Linked DNA regions of Mus musculus: region 1 is linked to region 2. The links are chromatin contacts, called in public HiChIP or PLAC-seq maps. All regions are on one chromosome and are shown on one strand. The core of a region is the stretch at or near the end of the contact, and the rest is flanking DNA. Distances in the headings are between cores, read along the strand shown. Region 1 has its middle 20 kb from the start of Sema4d. Region 2 overlaps Secisbp2 (SECIS binding protein 2).

Region 1 (3,474 bases), core at 338-2,837, 140 kb before region 2:
GACAGCCAGAGCTATACAGAGAAACCCTGTCTCAAAAAAAAAAAAAAAAAAGAGTTGCCTTGGTCATGGTGTTTGTTCACAGCAGTAAAACCCTAACTAAGACACTAGGGCAACAAAGTAAGACTCCGAGAGGCGGGGTGGGGGTGGGGGGTGGAGCAGGGGGTTGGGGGGCGCTTGGCAGTTAAGGCATTTGTTGCTCTTCCAGAGGACCCAAAGTTGGTTCCCAGCATCTATATGGGATGGTTCACAATCTCCTGTAATGAAAACTCCAGGGAATGCAAAGCTGTTCTGGCTGCTGCAGGCGTATGCACACACACATGCAAACATACATGCATACACACACACACACACACGTAAAATTTAAAATATTTCCTTTTCAAAAGAAATAAATGAGAGAGGCTGAGGAGATGGCTCAGTTGTTAACGTGCCTGCTGCTCAAGTATGAATATCAAGGTTTAGACACCCCCACCCCCCAGAACTCTCATAAATGTCGAGTGGACATGGTGGCCCACCTGAAATTCTGACCCCAGAACGAGGAGACAGGAGACCCCAGAATAAGCTGGCTAGTAAGACTAGCCGTATCAGTGAACACTGGGCTTGATTGAGAAACCTGTCTCAAAGAATAAGATGAATGACTGATGGGAGGTGACTGCTGACATCCCCTTGGTCCTCCGTACGTGCACATACTGAGAGAACCTAAGGGGGAAATCCAGATTCAGTTGGCTTAGAGAGGGCGCGCTTTACAGGTAGATCCAGAGCGATAAAGTATAGATGGGTGCTGTTGGAAAGCCCCAGTCAAGTCATTTCCAAGGCTGACTCCATCCTCTGGGGCAATGTCTCAGTTTCTTCTTCACAGGCTGTGGAGATTTCTCATTAAGCCCAGGCTGCCTTTCACAGATGATGTATTACAAGCCCTGATAACATCAGCTCTGTCTCTCACATAGCGACCTGCCACACAGCAGCATTTTCCCCCATTTACTGGGGAAAAAATAGACTCCAGGTGTGACTGTCTCCACTCCACAGCAGGGGCTGTTGTGGCCAAGAGACCCTCTCCACTCCCATCGTGACATCAGTCAGTCTGTCATCCCCATAACAAAACACCTGAGAAATAAAGGTGCATTTGTGTGCACATCTTTGGATATTCTGTTCCAGGATCAATAGACACCACTGCTTAGGCCTGAGGTAGGCATCGGGTCACATGATAGACACGCAATATACAGAAAAGCTGCTCACCTCAAGGCCTGGAAGCAATGAGGAAGTGAGAGACGGGGCACCTCAATCCCTTTTGAGGGTATATATACCCCCAGTGGGCCTGGAGACTTCCCACTTGGCTCTCCTCTTAAAGGTTCTACCATGGGGAAATTTCTACTACCCTGTCAAACATGCCTTTAACCCATGAGCCTTCAACACATGGGAAGACACTTGTGCAAATAACAGCAATAGCTTTCTCAAATCCACCCTCTGAGGACCCTGCCACAAGCACATCAATTGGAAAGAAGCCAGGCTGGGGCATGCCCTGCCTCAGACCGCATCCTGTCATTACTGTTTTGACAGTTGTCATGGCAACTGGGAGATTAACGTATATTTCCACCTTCTGAGCAGCAGCAAAGCTTCCTGCCAACTTGTCAGGCTGGGTAGTTGGGGGACAGACTCCAGGATGCTGATGACACAGAGTCTGTAGCCTTAAGAGAAATGGGGCTACCTCCAACTCTGGAGAAAGGGCAAGGTTGTCTTGCCCTGTGGGGTTCCTGAGGATGAAGGTCAGATGAAATCCACTAGGAAATGAACGAGGAACAGTGCTCAGGACACACATGGATGGCCCTGGGCGAGTGTCCATGCTGGGAATACTAGGCGTGATGCAGTAATTAGCCCAACCACAGTGTGACTCTACTCCACCCACATGCATGTGATGAGAGACAGAGTCACCTCCTGGGGGTAATAAAGCTACTCTGGTCTGACCAGACCACTGCCTAAGTGGTCCTCTTAGGGGGAAAAACTATAGTCCAGAGATGAACTAGGCTAAGCTTGGCTCTGTGCAGTCGGCCTTTGTATCCCTGGTGGGAAGAGGGGGTTCTTTCTGTACATACTAAAGCTCTTTATATAAAACAGCATGAAGTTTACATAGAGCTTACGCAGCCCCTCCTGTGTACTTTAAATCATCTCTCAGCTACTTCCAACACCAATGAACATTGCTATGTGCATAGGTCTCTGACTTCATTATTTAGGGAACCATGGAAGACTTGGCACATGCTCAGTGTAGACACCTAGGTGTAGTGCAGACTGAACATGCAGAACAAGATCTTCAGGGGTTGAATCTGGAAATTACAGTCTGTGTATACAGAGGGCCACCCATCCATCTATGGCAGCCTTTCTCAGCCTGGCAGTCGACGCAGCCTGGACTCCTGGAGGGCTCCCAGTCACCGTCTGAGATGGCCCAGGGTCTCTCAGAACTATTCTTTATCATGAGACCTCCTGGCCCAATCCTGTCCTCTGCAGAAGAAAGTTGTTAAGAATCATCTGCCACAGGGAATTATTTTCTCTTTTGTTGTTGCTCTTTTGGCTTTCTGAGACAGCTGCTTACTCTGTAGCTTTGGCTGGCTCAGAGCTCATGGTGTAGATTAGGCTAGCCTGAAAATTGAGGCCGTCCTGTTTTGGCCTCCCAAGTGTTGGGATGCAGGCGTACATCACTGTGCCAGACCTACAGGAAGTTTTGTCTTATTGGTTTAATTTTTCTTCCATGTGCATATATGTCTTAGTTAGCATCCACTGTCACTTGGACACATCTAAGAAAGATGTCTTCGTTGAGGGATCGATCAGATCAGATAGGCCTGTGGGCACAACCGGGGGATGAGGGCAGGGATTGTCTTGATTGTTTATTGATGCAGGAGGATCCAGCATACTGTGTGTGGTGTCATCCTTTATATGCATGGTCCTGAATTAACAAGAAAGCCAAACGAGTGTAAGCCAGCAAAAGCGCCAGCGAGTAAGAGGCTCTCCATAGCTCTGCTGTACTTCTTAGGTGTGATGTGAGTCGGTGAGAGGCGATGCTGGGAGGACCACAGAGCAAACCTACCTTCAAGTTCCTGCTTGAGTTCTTTCAGTGATAGGCTGTGGCCCGGACCTCTAAACCAATCAAAACCTTTCCTCTCCAACGATGCATTTGGGCAGAGTGTTTTAGCCCAACAACAGAAAGAAAACGAGAATATTCATATTGAATGTGGAGCATATTCCACCGCCCCCCCCCCAGCTCTGCCTCCCTGCTCTCCTTTTCCACCCCTCCCCATTAATTGCCCCCTCTCCTTGTAGACAATTTAATTATGTCCCCTGACGGTACAGGACTTCCATTCCACGGGGGATCCAAGCAAGGAGGTGAACAGAGACCCAAGCCAAGCTCTCTAGGACAACCTCTACAATGAAGTGGGGCTCCTAGGCAGGAGCCTCACTTACTGCATCTCAAGTTCTATGGGACCCCAG
Region 2 (3,550 bases), core at 90-2,589:
AGTCATGCCTCTGGGTGGCTTGCTCCACACCACATATAACATGAGCATCACACAGTTCTCTCTGGAAACACAAGACTCAGAGGCCAAATGTGTGGAACAAGAGTCACTCACCACAGACATTTAAACAAACACAGAGCACACACCCACACCATAGGGCCAACTGGTGAACAGGAGGTATGCAGAGAAACTTTCAGTCACTGGCAGAGTGCCAGGAAGCAGCATCGTATGTGAAGGTTAATGCAAGTGCCCCACGCTGGGTGTGTGTCTGTCCTGCCCCCAGGAACAGGAAGGCTCTGTCTTGGCCTCACGCCCACTGTCTTGGTATGAGGAGAAGGACCATTCACCAGGAACCCCTGACAATTGGTGCAGCGTTGGTCTGCAATGTGATCCTTAACAGTCAAAGGTGTGGGCTTGGGCTCTAGCTCAGTGGTGGAATGCTTCCTACATAAGAAATGCCCTTCGCTTCGTTCCCCAGAACAACTGAAAAGACTGAAGGGCTGAGAGTGGCAGGCAAATAGGCAGAGTGCATCAGTCTTCCAGTGTCTTGCTTCCATGGAAAATGTCCACATACCTTCTTCAGTGAGGTGGGCTTCTTGGCCTTAGGTATCTCCCTCTGCTTCCCCTTCTTCATCAGGGGGGCACTGGAGTCCAGGGGGTTGTGTGGGGTCTTCATCTGACTGGAGCGGCGTCCCCTCTCACTGGAGGAGGCATCCTTGGACAGGACTGGCACTGCTCCAACTGCAACACAGGGGGTGCCACTCGGTCCCTCAGCTCAGGCCGAGGGTCTGGAGGGGTCTCCCATGCACTCTCTGATCCACAACCTTACTGACCTTTGTCAAACCACCTTCTCATAGGCATGGATTCCAAATGGTATTTAATCTCTGCTTGCAAATACTTTGGGAAGGTCTGTCCTCTGGCCACAGTCAAACAGACTGTGTCGTCGTACAGCCTAAAACTTCAAGGACCACACTGCTTGATTTGGGCTATTTTGAGGTGGTTGGTCTTGTGTTTACTACCAGTGGCTCCTGGGAACTGTTTATCACGACACACTCAGTTGGTACTGCCTCTGCACAAGTTGATTACTGCTTTCTTAGTAATATTGTTTGTCTACTTATATTACATGGCTCTTACAAAATTCAAGTCCTGCTTCTAGTTGATTCTTGAGTTTTTCTGGACAAAATCATTCTCTGAATCCCGCTATGGGCAGTTGATTCCTCCAATTAGTAACTGTAGTAAGTACTGAACACCGGAGTTGAACTTTCCCACTCTACCCCACTTCCTACCACAGCGCTGTTTCACGGCAATCGCTGGTCCCTCTGTGCTCTACCCCTTCATGTTTAAAGCCTTTGAACACGGCTCTCTCATAGGTTGAACATTCTTCTCCTCACCATTCTCTTTTCCTGCCCCTCCCTGCTCCTGTCAGTTCCCTTGATTACCACAGATGATTATATGATTTCTAAAATACCAAAGAAAAAGGAATGATAACCAACAAACCCCGCATGTGCCCACTACCTTGTTCCAAGAACTCTTAGAATTTGTCTAAGCATGTCTTGGCCACTCCCTTATGGAGTGTCATGTTAAAATAACTAGTGTTTTGTCCGTCCGACCTCACTCATGCAATCCCTGAGTCACTTACACAACTTGTCCACAGGCGACACTACTTCTAGGCTGCTCCTCATTCTACAACACAGCAGCTTGCATCTACAGAGCCTTACTCTCATACACTGTTAGGAGCAGACATGTGGCTAGACCTGCTTGCTTGTCTGGCACCTAATGGCACCACTGAATCCATCCCCTCATCTGGACCTCTAAATTGTACAGTTGAAAAAGTTGAACTTATATAAACTTCACAGCAACAAACCAAAGGGGCCGGAAGCTTAGTACATCATTTGAATGCTTGCTCTGTAGTCACGAGGATCCTAGCACCCGTGTACCAAGCCAGGCACCGTGTGCACACCTGTAATCACAGCTCTACGGGATCAGAGAGGAGATGACTGAGGCTTGGCCATTTCTAGTCTAGCTGAGAAGGAAAGAGCCCCAGGTTCTGGGAGAAACCCTGATTCAAAAGGAGTGCACAGGACAGAGTGATGGAGACTATCCAACCTCCTCTTCTGGCCGCCATGAGTACACGTGTGATCTACTTGCACATCCACAGAGCTGGCACAGGAGAGTCCATTTGCACTGACTATACCCTGTCCAGAGTGGTGTCTGCGGTCGTTTGAATGAGAAAGGCTCCTACAGACTTACATATTTGAATGTTTGGTCCCAGCTAAAGAAAGTTGTTTAGGAAGGATTAGGTGGTGTGGCCTTTCTGAAGAACATGTCACTGGGGTGGGCCCGAGGTTTCAAAAGCCCGCGGCAGATCCAGTGTCGCTCTTTCTGCCTACTGCCCGTGGAACAGGACATAAAGCTCCCAGCCACTGCTCCACACCATGCTATGTCTGTCTCTCCCCCATCCACCCACACAAGGGAGATCCACGCAGGCAGAATACAGCGAGACCCTGAGAAAATAGCACCTTGCATGGAGATTTTCTGTCCTGGAATCTCGACATCATACAAGGGTTAACTGGGCCGGCAAATGGTCAGCCAGTAGGAGCACTTGCCCTTCAGCCTGACAAGATGAGCTCCGCCCTAGACCCCACAGTAGGATAACTGGGGACACCTTTTAGCTTTAAATAAGATGGTTCTTGATTCTTTTTGTTTGGGTTTTCCAAGATAGGGTTTCTCCATATAGCCCTGGCCATTCTGGAACTCGGTTATTAATCCTTATAGATCATATTTAAATATATTTGAGACAAGACTCTCAGCATGTTGTCCTGGCTGGCTGAGACTCCCTCCCGACTCATCTGCGTTTGTTTCCGTCTGTGGGGCGAGTAGCCTCTGCTCTTCTGCACCATGTCACCCAGCAGAAGAGACTGTTCTGTTCTAATGGACCTGGGACAGAGTGGCCTCTGGGGAGCAGTTCTGAGCCCTTGCTGAGGTGACAGGTGCCCACCTGAGAACACGACGGGTCTGGAGGATGGCTTGGCGTGCGAGGCGTGCTGCTGCTGCTGCTGCTTCTCCAGCGCGGCCAGCATGCCCCCCAGGTCCAGCTGCACTGGGACCTGGCTCTTCTTCCCACTTGTTTTAAATTCATTCTACAAAGCACAGATTTACAAGTTTACTCCTAATACTGTATTTTTTACACCAAGATTTACATTTTCAAAAAATAAAAAGATAAAATGAACACATTAAAAGACTTTAATTTTTCTGGTTTTGTTTTTATTAAATCAAGTAATTAAAAACTCACATTATCTGCCCTCATTGCTGTGGTTGGTTATTCCTTTCCATTTCTATCTATATCTCCACTGTGAATTAACATCATATACTGACAGGTAAGACATCAAATTTTACATGAAATCTTTGGCTATAGAAGTCTTTGAAGATGGGAATAGAGGCATTCCCCTGTAACCCCAACCACTAAGAGGCTGAGGCAAAAGGACTATTTCAATTTCAAGGCCGCCTGAGCTCTAGTGCGAGACCTATCTCAAACAAACAACCCCACCCCCCT

Evidence for each region. HiChIP or PLAC-seq counts read pairs in DNA pulled down with a chosen protein or histone mark.
Region 1: a contact with region 2 is called in an H3K27ac HiChIP or PLAC-seq map of T-cell acute lymphoblastic leukemia, with 3 times the contacts expected there. The contact joins two enhancer-like sites. A contact is called at or near these places in 42 of 484 Hi-C or Micro-C datasets (B cells, CD4 T cells, CD8 T cells and 24 more), 10 of 115 datasets of contacts at active chromatin or transcription factors (CD8 T cells, the HPC-7 cell line, T-cell acute lymphoblastic leukemia and 4 more) and 3 of 9 other capture datasets (embryonic stem cells, liver and pancreatic islet).

The regions. Positions count from the first base shown.
Region 1 is chr13:51,812,189-51,815,662 of GRCm38.p6, reverse strand. No RefSeq gene overlaps it. Among named protein-coding and RNA genes, the nearest start is that of Sema4d, 20 kb to the right of the region's middle. Within about 2 kb of position 1,587, at least 75 of the 459 cell types and tissues checked have an H3K27ac peak or open chromatin away from gene starts, as enhancers often do. A contact at or near this core is called in CD8 T cells, T-cell acute lymphoblastic leukemia, Th2 cells and 1 more, where this site is marked.
Region 2 is chr13:51,673,475-51,677,024 of GRCm38.p6, reverse strand. It overlaps Secisbp2 (SECIS binding protein 2), which reads right to left. Exons shown (of 17, transcript NM_029279.2): 10 at 2,996-3,137; 11 at 572-738. Among named protein-coding and RNA genes, the nearest start is that of Secisbp2, 24 kb to the right of the region's middle. Within about 2 kb of position 1,339, at least 26 of the 459 cell types and tissues checked have an H3K27ac peak or open chromatin away from gene starts, as enhancers often do. A contact at or near this core is called in CD8 T cells, T-cell acute lymphoblastic leukemia, Th2 cells and 1 more, where this site is marked.